Regions from separate parts of the Sus scrofa genome. Here region 2 is linked to region 1. The links are chromatin contacts, called in public HiChIP or PLAC-seq maps. All regions are on one chromosome and are shown on one strand. Each heading gives the region's core, a stretch centred on a gene start, on an enhancer-like site or on the middle of the called end of the contact. The rest is flanking DNA. Distances are from core to core; before and after follow the strand shown.

Region 1 (6,162 bases), core at 2,016-4,515:
GCATCATTCTCCCACCACCAGTCACATCTTTTTCCAGGGGTGACCTAGAGATCGGGGTGCCCTCTCCCGGGTTGAGGATCACTTCTGTACAGTCTCCCTGTCATCAAATGTAAGCTGAAGTCCAACACTTTGTGGGCTAAAGCTAAAGCTTCTATTTTGAGTGCAGATGTCTTAGCTCACCCACATGGTCAGCTGTGCATCAGAGATCTCCTTCAGTGTCCAGGGGCTTCGCAAACTCTGCAGGACCAAAATGAGATAAGTGACCTAACCTAGATATGGAGATGGGCAGTAACTGGCAGAGTTGAGGGATTTCTGAAAAGGAACAATAGTTAGTGACGGGACAGGCAGACCTGGATATTGGGGGTGGTGGTGGAGAGTCCTCTGATCTTAAAGGTCCTGAGATAGCAAAAAACTCCTTGTGTTTAGAGACCTAAGAGAAGGTTCGTGTAGCTTGGATGCATGCTTTGGGGGTAGGAAGGAGCCCTGGCATGAGATTGCCAGGGAACTCCAGGTCACGTGCCTGGATTTTATTCTAAGAGCTGTGAGAAGCCATTGTAGGAAGTTTCAAGATCTGATTTCCTTTTTAGGAAGATCACTCCTGCTGGTGCCTGCAAGGCTTGTGTTTGTGCACTAGTAGAAGTAGGAGGTTGATCCAGGAGGATGGTAGGAGTGAGGTGGTGGGGCTAAAGGGAGCTGTACTTTGGAGAAACGAGATAAGCCTTAGGGAAGGATTGGATGCAGCGGCCTAGGCCCTAGGCGGGTCTGTTGGTTTGTTGTTTCCTCATTGCTGCTCCTCCTCTGCTCCCACACCCAGTTTGGATTCCATCACTTACATGAGCTTTTAGTCATATCTCAAGTCCCCCTTAGCACTTTTCTGTCTGGTAGCAAACCTCTTCTCACCAGGTACATGGCACTTGATCTTATTACTGATATGCCTGTTGGCCTTTCTTGATAGAAGGTGAGCCTTGAAGGCTGATAGCCTTAGCCTTTGGCGTGTACCTGGCCTGGAGATGTTTAAAAAAAAAATAGAAGCATGTTGAATGAAGGATAAAAAGAGTCTTTTTTCTTCTGGAGTCTGGTTTATGAGTGGAACTCTGACAGATGAGAGGACAGTCAGATAGTGGAGGGCCTGGAATACTGGACCAAGAGACATCTCCAAGCCTTTCTTTAAACCTAGATCTGATCAGATGAAGTCCTTTCCTTCCTCTCTCCTCTTAGCATGAATTCCTTTTTGCCCTTCTCTCTGCTTCCACAGTAGTTTATTTATCAGTATTATTATTTTTGCTTTTTTTTTTTTTTTTTTTTTTTTTTTTTTAGGGCTACACCTATGGCATATGGAGGTTCCCAGGCTAGTGGTCTAATCAGAGCTGCAGCTGCCAGCCTATGCCATAGGCACAGCAATGCGGGATCCGAGCTATGTCTGCCACCTACACCAGAGCTCAGAGCAACGCCAGATCCTTAACCCACTGAGTGAGGCCAGGAATCGAACCCGCAACCTCATGGTTCCTGGTTGGGTTCGTTTCTGCTGTGCCATGGTGGGAACTCCTTCCATGGTAGTTTAGATTATCTTCTTTGAATTATTGAAATAACTTGTAGTTCTCTGGATAAGTTGTAGTGTTGTTTGCTTTGGTGCCTTTTTCGTATTTTTTCTTTTGTCAGGAGTAACTTTTTTCTCATCCATCTGACAAACAAATTTTTTAAAACCCACCTTAGACGTCACTGACTCTGGGCTTTAGTTTGGATCTCAGTGTTTCTTGGGTACCTTGTACATATTCTGTGGTAGCATCTTTAATGTCCTTAGGTAAATTTCTTATGGATGACTTCATCCTAACTGGTGATTTCTTAAATACCCCCCCCTTTTTATGGCCTTACCTTTGGCATATGGAAGTTTCCAGGCTAGGAATTGAATCGAAGCTGCAGGCTTCCACCACAGCCACAGCTATACTGGATTCTGAGCCACATTTGTGACCTATGCTGCACCTTGTGGCGAGACGGATCCTTAACCCACTGAGTGAGGCCAAGGATCAAACCTGCGTCCTTGTGGATATAGTCAGATTCATTTCCTCTGAGTCGTGATGGGAACTCCTATTTTTTATTTTTTTTAGAGCCACACCCATAGCATATGGAAGTTCCCAGGCTAGGGGTCAAATGGGAGCTGCACTGCCAGCCTACAGCATGGCCACAGCAACACAGGGTCTCAGCTGAGTTTGGGACCTATGCTTCAGCTCACGGCAATGCTGGATTCCTTAGCCACTGAGCCAAGCCAGGGATTGAACCCACATCCTCGTGAATACTAGTCGGATTTGTTACTTCTGAGTCAGGGAACTCCTATTTTAAATAAAACTTTAAAAAATTAAAGTATAATGTGCATGGAGAAAAGTGCTCAAATTAGAGAACTTGTTTAATGAATTATTTGAGTGAACACCACGCATAGCCACCATCCAGATCAAGAAACAGAAAAGTATCAGTACTCCAGAAATCCATCTCTGTCCCTTAGCCGTCTCTGCGCACTTGTCCGTTCCCTTCAGTTTTTATTCTGAGAATCCAGAGCATTGTCTTGTTTCTTTTGGCTGCCTGGGCCAGGGGTCAGATCTGAGCCACGGTTGCGACCTCTGCTGCAGCCGCGCTAACACCAGAACCTTTGACCTTCTGTGCTGGGCCGGGGATCTCATTTGTTTCCTGGAGCTGCGGAGACCTGCTCATCTTGTTGCACCATAGTGGGAACTCCTGGAACATTGTTGTTGATCTCTCAGTGTTTGCAAAAGTTGGTAGAATTTCTTAACATCTTCCCCTCTGCTCTTCAGTCTTTACATATAAGCGATATTCCTCTTTTGGGAAATTTACTACTATCTTGTTGTCGCACTGGTCTGATACTTAGATTGGCATTCAGGGTTTCTATGCTCTGGCTGTAACTTACTTTTCTTTTGGCCACGCCCTTGGCATGCACACATTCCTGGGCCAGGGACATACCATAGCAATGACAACGCTGGATTTTTAACTCACTGCATCACTAGGGAACTCCTCTAACTTACTTTTCAGCTTCATTTTCTATTGTAAGATGTTGCTACCTGTCTCTGCATCTCTGAGGCATTTTTTTCTGGAATGCTCCATCCTTCCTTCACGCAAATGTAGTCTGTCTGAAGGCTGATTTGTTTTTTTCCTCTTTGGGGCCTCACACCTGGCACATGGAAGTTCTCAGGCTAGGGGTTGAACCGAAGCTGCAGCTCCTGGCTTAGGCTGCACCTGCTGGCCTACGCCACAGCCACAGCAGTGCAGCATCCGAGCCGTCTCTGTAACCTACACCAGAGCTCACAGCAACGCTGGATCCTTAACCCACTGAGCGTGGCCAGGAATTGAATGAGTCCTCATGGATATCAGTGGGGCTCATTTCCACTGCACCGCAAGGGGAACTCCATGAAGGCTGATTAATATGCCTCCCCACCCCCTGCGCCTTCGTCTTATGAAAGTTCCCAGGCTGCAGTGACAACTGCCATATCCTTAATTCACTGCATCATAAGGGAACTCCTAATATGCTTTTTCTATTGAGACATTGGTCATTATTGCTAAAAGTGATCTTTTCTGAAAATTTGAATCAGATTATGACATTCTCACAGCACTACCCTGTTTTTTTTTTTTTGTGTTGTAACATTTACATAACAAAACTCAGCATTTAAATGGTTTTTATATTCAGTGGCATTAAGTACATTCACATCTGTCCACATCCGGAAAAATTATCTTAAACTGAAACTCCATATCCTTTAAACAGTAACTCCCCATTCCCTCTCCTGCAGCCCCCCAGCGACCACCATTGTACTTTCTGGCTCATTGAATTTGGCTTAAGTACTCTGCTTGTTTCACTTAGCATAATGCCTTCCAGGTTCACCCGTGTGGTAGCCTGTGTCGGGATCCCCTTCCACTGTAAGACTGAGTAATACTCCTTTATCCAGTTTTCTGGATGAACGCTGGGGTTGCCTTCACTTTTTTTGCAGTGTGAATAATGCTGCTTTGAATGTAGATGTGCAGATGGGTGTTTGTGTCCCTACTTTCAGCTCTTTCGGGTGCATACCCAGCAGTGGAATTTCTAGCTCATGTGGTGCAGTAACTCTCTGCGGGTTTTGAGGACTTGCCATGCGGTTTTCCACAGCAGCTATGGCATTTTACATTCCTAACAGCAGTGTTCTGTTTTGCTCCACATTCTCTCTCTCTCTCTTTTTTTTTTTTTTGGCTACAACCTGCAGCACCTTGATGTGGGATTTCAGTTCCCAGACCAGGGATTAAACCTGGGCTGCAGTGGTGAAAGGGCCAAATCCTGACTATTGGGCCACCAGAAAACTCCCATGTTTTTATTTACTCTTTATTTTTTAATTTTTTTTTTGTCTTTTTGCCTTTTCCTGCGGCATATGGAGGTTCCCAGGCTAGGGGTCGAATTGGAGCTGTAGCCACCGGCCTACAGCCAGAGCCACAGCAACGCGGGATCCGAGCCGCGTCTGCAACCTACACCACAGCTCACGGCAACGCCAGATCGTTAACCCACTGAGCAAGGGCAGGGACCGAACCCGCAACCTCATGGTTCCTAGTCGGACTCGTTAACCACTGCGCCACGATGGGAACTCCCAAAAATGTAATTCTTAAAAGATCATAAACAATTTTGTAGTAGGGTGTTTCCTGCTGTTGTTAATTTGTCATTCACATAATTTGTCATTCTGTTACCTGATGATTTATGGTGATAAGGTGCTTTTAGGAGTTTTTAATCTTAGCAGTCTCAACTGGAGAGTTTGAACTTTGTCATCCATGTGATGAATAAGAGGACTTTTAAAAGATAGTTATTTTAACTTCTCATGTGATAAAGTGCTGTTTTATTCTTTTAGTTATGGAGTGCTGAACAGGACCTGTTTGTCCATATTAAATTGTCTTTTGCGTAAAACCAGCACTTAGATGGCATTGAGTTACTAATTGACCTTTCTAAAGACTTTTCTAGACCATAATTTCTTTTTTTACTTGCTGAACTCCTTTAAGGCAATTACATTCTAACGTATCTTTCAGTCTTTTGTGTTTTCTGACTCTTACTAAACCCTCAGTAGATATTATTCAATAATTAATTAATTATGGTATATTTGCTAACTATAGGATTGTGCATGGAGAAGGCTCGGCTTTACATCCACTTTATTGAAGCTTGTTTGCAGAGTATGGAAGTTGCCGAGTCAGGGACTGAATCCAGGCTACAGCTGTGACCGACGGTCGCCACAGCTGCAGCCTTGCTGGATCCTTAACCCACAGCCGGAACTCCTGCCCATCCTTATTTCCAAGGGAAACTTCTTAGAAGGGAAATTCCCGGGGGGAAGAGATTGGCTACTCTAAAAATTTTTGTTAAAAGTTATGGTTTCATATACACAACAGAATTTTAACCATTTTTTGTTTGGCCGCACCCACGGCATATGGAAGTTCCTGGGCCAGGGATTGAATCCGTACCACAGCGGTGACCCAAGCTGCTTCAGTGGCACCACTGGACCAGATCCTTAACCTACTTTGCCACAGGATGACTTCTATTTCAGGGATTTTAAGTGTAGAGTTTAGTGACATAAAGTAGCTTTAAGTTGTGCATAATCACGATCCATTTTCAGAACTTCATCATTCTGAACAGGAACTCCAGTCATTAAACAGTAACTCCCCATCCTGTCCTCTCCCCAGCCCCAAGGAATCTCTGGTCTCTTTTTTTTCTTTATGAATTTGCTAATTCTGGGTACTCATACAAGTGGGATCAGGCATTTGTCCTTTTGTGTCTGGCTTATTTCATTTAGCATAGTGCATTTGAGATTCATGTGCGTTGTAGCATGTGTCGGAAATTCCTCTTTTTTTCTTAATTAAAAAAATTGTGGTAAAATATAAAATTTACCATCCTAACTATTTTTAAATGTGCAGTTCACTGATATTACGTATGTTCATACTGTGCCGTCATCACCACCATCCATCTCCAGAAGTCATTTAATCTTACACAATGAAAACTAAACCCATGACACAGCAACTCACCATCACCCTCTTAGGCCCGCGCTTGGCAGCCACCTTTCTGCTTTGTCTCTGACCACTCTAGGTACCGCATGTAAGTGGAATATTACTGTCTTTTTATGACTGGCTTATTTTGTGACTAGCTTATTTTATTTAGCA
Region 2 (6,162 bases), core at 1,194-3,693, 150 kb after region 1:
GGAGGATCCCAGGCTAGGGGTCCAATTGGAGCTACAGCTGCCGGCCTACACCACAGCTCACGGCAATGCCAGGTCCTTAACCCACTGAGCGAGGCCAGGGGTCGAACCTGCAGCCTCATGGTTACTAGTTGGATTGGTTTCCACTGCGCCACAAGGGGAGCTCCCTAGCATGCATGTTTAACTCAGAGTTTGAGGTTAATCATTACCTTTTCCTCCTGAAACAACCGAGCATCTTGGAACACTTTAACTTCAGTCATTATCTAATGTAAATGTTATTGTTGCCCAGTATTTTGGGTCTCTTAATTTTTAGCCCCACAAGTTAGATGCTGTCGTTACTGCTTTAATCATTTATTTCAACTTTTGAATAAATTTTACATGATACCATATTTTCGTTGCTTTCCATTTCTTTTTACATATTAAACCTTCTTTCTGAGACTGCCTCCTTTTTTCCTGATGCACCTTTCTAAAAAACTTATTTAGTAGGGGCAGGACGCGTCCTTCCTGCCCCTACTAAAGAAGTTTCTTACAAAGGTACATCAGGAAAAATGCCCTCACGTTGTTTTTGGTTTTGTTTTATCTTAATGTATTTATTTTGCCTTAATTCTTGAAAAACTGATTTTATTGAATATATAGTCCTAGGATGATCCCCCACCATGCCCTTCAGTGATTTGAAAATACTGTTGCCCTATCTCTGGCTTCTGTTATTGCTGTAGAGAAGTCGGCAATCAGTCTCACTGAGCTTTCTTTGGAGATAATTTGTATTACTTTCTGGCTGTTTTAAAAATCTTGTCTTATTCTAAGGTTTCACTTCAGTGTTATGGGACATGGATTTCTTTATGTTTTACTCTCTTTAGAGTTTGTCTCCCCAAATCTGAAAATTATGTTTCATCCATGCCGAAAACATTTCATCTGTCACCTCTTTGAGTACTGCCGATTCTCCCTGTTTTTCCTTGTGAAATCCTTGCAGTTTCAGATAGTAGTAGACTTTTTCACTTTATCTTGCATGTCTCTCAATTTCCTTTATGGTTTCCATGTCATGAAAATGTCTTGGCTTTCCTGAATAATTTCTTCAGTTTGACTTTCTAGGTTAGTAATTCTCTTTTTGGCAGTGTTTAGTCAGTATTATTTTAAATTTCTAGAAATGATAAACATCAGTACTTTTCCTTTGAGGTTCTATTTTGATCCTTCTCAAGTCTGCCTAGTCATTTTTGAGTGTGTTTTTCACTCTCTATACTTCGTATACTTTCTTTTATTTAAATGTTAAGATAAGAAACATATTTTAATATTCTACTTCTGATCATTTGAGTATCTGCAGAAATGGATCTGAATACACAGTTGTTTTGCATATTTTTGCTCAAGATGGCTTATTTCTTTGTGTTTCATGCACTTTATTGTGACTTCGTGTTCCTGGCATTTTGCATTTGAGAATTCTTTGAAGCTTGGGTTCAGGTTACCTTGTGTCAGGGAAAATTTCCCTTTATATTATACCAGTTGCTTACAGATACCGCTAGTACATGACTTCCTAAACCTAAAGGGTTTCTGCTGTATAAATAATACAGTTTCTATACCTCAACCCCTGAAGAGGGCCAGCCTTGGCTTAGAATTTGCAGAAGGAGAGGCCTTTTCTTCTCCTTGAGAAAATGTGTAGGGTAAGCATCCTACTGTTTTTCCTCTTCATGTTGACTTTTTTCCTTAATTCACCCTTTCACTCAAGATGTTGCCTTTTGGCTGTCTCAGCTCAAGGCAGATTGTCTCATCTAAGGCATCTGCCTTGTGAGGGCCATGGTGCTGGGCTATTAAAACCCCAAGTGCTCAGTCACAGAATGGCTCACCCCTTACCCTGCATAAACACTGTTTTCAGTGCTTGCTTACCGCTCTGGATGTCTGCTTTCTCATTTCTAGCCTCTGCTTATTTCCCTTATTTACTCACCTGCTTAGCCCTGCATTTCTTAAAATACAGCAAGATTGAGGTATATTTTATATACCATAAAATTCACTCATTTTAAGTGTACAAGTCATTGGATGCTTAAATTACTGAATTTTCAGGACTGTGCAGTCATCATCACAGTCCAGTTGGGAACTTTTCTATCAGCCATGTGTGCTCACATTTCGGTAAGCAATCTTACTTCTCCTAATAAGATAGCCACCACCCTTCCCTGGAAATTGGGAAGATGGGAGCTTAAGCCCTGTTCCATCGTTCTTTCCTCTGTGGGTTTGGAAATAATTGTTAGAAATTTCTTGAGTGGTTCTGAGATTTATACCCTGTGCAGTAGGGACTTTTCCCTTCATACATGACAAGTCTAGAAAAGTTGGACTTTTTGAGAGTACAGAGAGTTTAACCATTTTTGAGAGGAAAACTTGGGTGCTAGGTGGATGACCCAAGGTCACATGGCAAGTGACATAGGTTTTGAGCTTGAGCTTTATGGCCTGCTGCTCAGATTGTGGTGTCACTGCTTACTCACTCCCTGTTCTACAGTTCTTTTCGTTTGTTTCACTTCCACAATGGGTATAGGCTATTACGCGGGTACGTCATCAGTTTATTACCAAGAATAAAAAGAAAGTTCTTCTTGTCTTCCTGCAAAGGATCCAAGGTAAGGGATAGTGGGAAATAACTCGCATTTGACCTAAACAAATTTTAAATATATTTAAAGTCATCAACATGTGCATGATAAAGGGGAAATTGTCATGATGGTGTTTTTTTTTTTTTCTGCTACAGAAGTTTGTTTCATAAGTTTTATTTAGGTAAAAAAAATTGTAGCGCTTTCCTGAATGTCTGAAATGTTGTCTTTTCTGTCATGCACAGATGTCATATTTGTTGATCTCACAGCCTGGCTGTGACAATTTTTTTCCCCACACAGCACAGATTATTACTGGGGCAACTTCTAAAACCAGCAAAAGCCCAGGGCTGTTTTGTTTTTTTTTTTAAATCAGGGAGTTGAAAGTTTCCTGAAATGTTTTGCTCTTCCACAAGAAAAATGAAGCAGGGCAGTTAGAAGGAGTGCAGAAGAGGCCCCATGACTTCAAAGCTGGTAGTCGTCGCGCCAGTGTTAGCCCACCTGATATAACAGCAGGAATCAAAGACTTTTAAATTATTAAAATTCATGTCACTGTGGTAGCAAAGATATCATTTATTCCAAGAGCAAATGACACATGTCGTTCATCTCGCTCCAGAGTCTCAGCTCTGCCAGGTTCTCGGGACGTTAGCCACTCGGAGTGTCCCTGAGCCACGCTATAGAATCTTCTGAGTCTCCTGTTAGCTGCTGTCCCAGATTTCTAGAGCCACCGGAAGGACGAAGTTAAGAAGAAGCCCTTTCCCACACCCTGGCCTCTCAGGGCAGTCACGCCTGGCGCTAGTGTATGAGGTTGGCCTCTCAGAGAGCTGTGGTCTGCATGTTGCATTTGCACACTTGTCATTGTTAGAAGTGAGTAGCCTTGTCCCTGGAGGGTGAATTGAAGCTCATTCATCTGGAGAAAACGGTCAGTGACAGGCGCCCGCTTCCTCCTCCCAGGCCAGGCGGGGTGGCTCCTGAAACAGGCCGCGTGTGCTTGCAGAGCATTCCTGCTGCGGCTGCACATCAGAGACCTTCTAAACGGAGACCAAGTCTTCCCTGATCTTTGTTCTGTTGGGATTTGAATCTGGAAACCGCAGCAGCGGTGTGCAGAGGTCGGCCGTTTCTGCCGAAGCCAGTCCCCCTGTCGTGTGTTGGGAGTAGATGATGTTTATTGGAATGTTTTGCTTAACCTAAATATTTTCTCTAAGTTTTACATATTCATAAGATGGGAAGGATATGAAATTGTACTGGGGTGACTAGATGCTGGAAGGCAGAAAGCGACGGACGCTCCTGAATCTCAGCCCGTGACAGGCCTCCTGAGTGGTGGGACTGCGGCAGGACCAGGGAGCTTCGTTGGTCCCAACGTGCTAGTTCAGTCCTCAGCCTCAGATTTTACGTTTGGTTTTCGAAATGCCTTCTTAAGGCGGCGAAGCGTTAGAAGCTGTGGCTTCGTAAACACATCTGCTTCTCCTTCAGGAAGCCATCGTGAAATGTACATTTGAGGGATAATATGTCTGAAAGTTCGAAGTTCTGCAGCAATTAGCTTAGGTCATATTTTGCAGCAGTTTTGAAGCAAACAAAAGAAATCGCCAAGCAGCCCTTGTAGATTGTCATCATGGACAGAAGTGCCTTTTTGCTCAGGTCCAGTTGGCACCAGAAAGTGGAGTTAGAACCTTCAGGGAACATGAGTGTTACTTCTTTGTGTGATTTTTGAAGGCCTATAAACATTAAGGATCAGACTTAATTTTCATGTTCCATGCATTTTTGTGTTGAAATTGCATTTTCTTTTGTTTCTCCTTGTGATTAGGCATTGCAGGATTCTGATAGTTAGCAAGCAGTCTTACAGAAAGCTGATAATCCCTAACGGTAACACTGCAAACAACAGTAATAGTATATAATTTTTCTTGTGCCTTTATGTGCGTAAGTTGAGTGGAGGAGTGAAAATCAAAGGTTATTGCCATTGCCCTTGTTTACTCTGGCATTTTAAATTCTCAGAAAGTGCCTCTGATTTTCAGCTGCCTACGCCGCTATCATTCATAACTCAATTTGCGACTGGGGGGAAGACGTGTCTCAGCACCATGTATTCAGTGGGTCCTTGGGATTGCTAATGGGATTGGCAAGCCTGTTCGTTTAGAAACTTGGATAAGTGATCACAGGCCTAGCAGCAGCTTCAGAGCAACATTCGCAGCACAGCTAGAGCTTCAGCAGAGGAAGTATGATAAAACGTGGCAAGATTGTTTCTGGCTACAGGAGTTGTGCAGTTGAGGTGGTTGGGTGGGAAGGTAAAGATTATAGTTCAAATAAAGTAGCATCATCCAGGAAACAGTCCAGCTGTCAGTGCTTTTGAGAAACCGGTGAAGGACAGTTTTGCTCTTTTTTTTTTTCTTTTTCTTTTTAGGGCTGCACCCTTGGCATACAGAGGTTCCCAGGCTAGGGGTCCAGTTGGAGCTACAGCTGCCGGCCTACACCACAGCCACAGCAACGCCAGATCTGAGCCGTGTCTGTGACCTACCCCAGGGCTCACGGCTACGCCGGATCCTTAACCCACTGAGCAAGGCCAGGGATCAACCCTGAAATCTCATGGTTCCTAGTCAGATTGATTTCCTCTGCGCCACAATGGGAACTCCCAGTTTTGCTCTTGACTACGGGACATCATCTCTGTTTCTTTTTCATTTCTGATGAGGATGGCCTTGGGTCCATCTTGATGTTGTGTTCATGCTGGTTTTTTTTTTTTTTTTTTTTTTTTGAAAAATAGCCTTGTGTTCAAATAAACCTCATCTTGGCTTAACATAAGCATCATTCACCTGTCAAGTGAGAGTTGCAACTTAGAATTTCTGTTTCCTTCCATGAAGAACAGCTTCAAAGTACGTTTTTATTTGCAGGTACCAACAATTCTTTGGTGCCCTTCCTGAGCTTTTCTCACATTGCTGCCCACTCTAGGAGACCCTCTTTCTGAAGTTAGTGTTAGGCAGGTTAGAGCCTGCGTAAAGCCGGGCAGTTCCAAGCCCTAGGATCTGTCAAGGCTCTGCCGCCAACGTAGAGTACATCCCTTGTTATGATAGCACAGAGCTAAAACATTTGTCCTCATATGCAGGTAATCAGTCTGTGAGCAGTCAAACGCCTTTGGTGCTCTTGTCCTTTGTTCTGTAAAGGTCAGGGATGGGGTAGGTATTCATTTGTTTTCCTTTGCAGTCAAAAGAGAAAAATCTTCAAAGATCTTTTTATTCTTTTCTTCTAGGTTGCCAACCTGGCCTGTTCCATCTCAAACAATGAAGAAGGTGTAAAGCTTGTTCGAATGTCTGCAAGCCAGCTAGAAGCCCTCTGTCCTCAGGTAAAGTATAGCCAGCAGTGTTTAAAGTACGGCTAAACTGGGTTCGATTTCTTTTTTTTAGAGTATAGATGAGGTTTACTTTTTAGTTTTGTTTGTAGGATTTTAGGTAGAAGGCTTGGGGACAACACACTGATCCGGAGTCCATACAGCTTGGAGAAATTTGCTTAACTTTCAGTGATATTTCCTTGAGGCATCATGCGCCCCTCCGTGTCCTTCACTTGCGGCAAAGGGAGGGTGGGCAGCGGCCATTCTCCACCCTCCGTGTAGAGGGTCATCTGC

Evidence for each region. HiChIP or PLAC-seq counts read pairs in DNA pulled down with a chosen protein or histone mark.
Region 2: a contact with region 1 is called in an H3K27ac HiChIP or PLAC-seq map of alveolar macrophages. The contact joins two enhancer-like sites. A contact is called at or near these places in 1 of 47 Hi-C or Micro-C datasets (embryonic fibroblasts) and 1 of 2 datasets of contacts at active chromatin or transcription factors (alveolar macrophages).

Annotation. Positions count from the first base shown.
Region 1 is chr2:140,684,631-140,690,792 of Sscrofa11.1, forward strand. All of the region lies in intron 1 of CTNNA1 (catenin alpha-1), which reads left to right. Among named protein-coding and RNA genes, the nearest start is that of CTNNA1, 4.9 kb to the left of the region's middle. Within about 2 kb of position 3,266, at least 19 of the 83 cell types and tissues checked have an H3K27ac peak or open chromatin away from gene starts, as enhancers often do. A contact at or near this core is called in alveolar macrophages, where this site is marked.
Region 2 is chr2:140,833,343-140,839,504 of Sscrofa11.1, forward strand. CTNNA1 (catenin alpha-1) reads left to right here. Exons shown (of 18, transcript XM_003123988.6): 10 at 5,791-5,883. Among named protein-coding and RNA genes, the nearest start is that of LRRTM2, 26 kb to the left of the region's middle. Within about 2 kb of position 2,444, at least 2 of the 83 cell types and tissues checked have an H3K27ac peak or open chromatin away from gene starts, as enhancers often do. A contact at or near this core is called in alveolar macrophages, where this site is marked.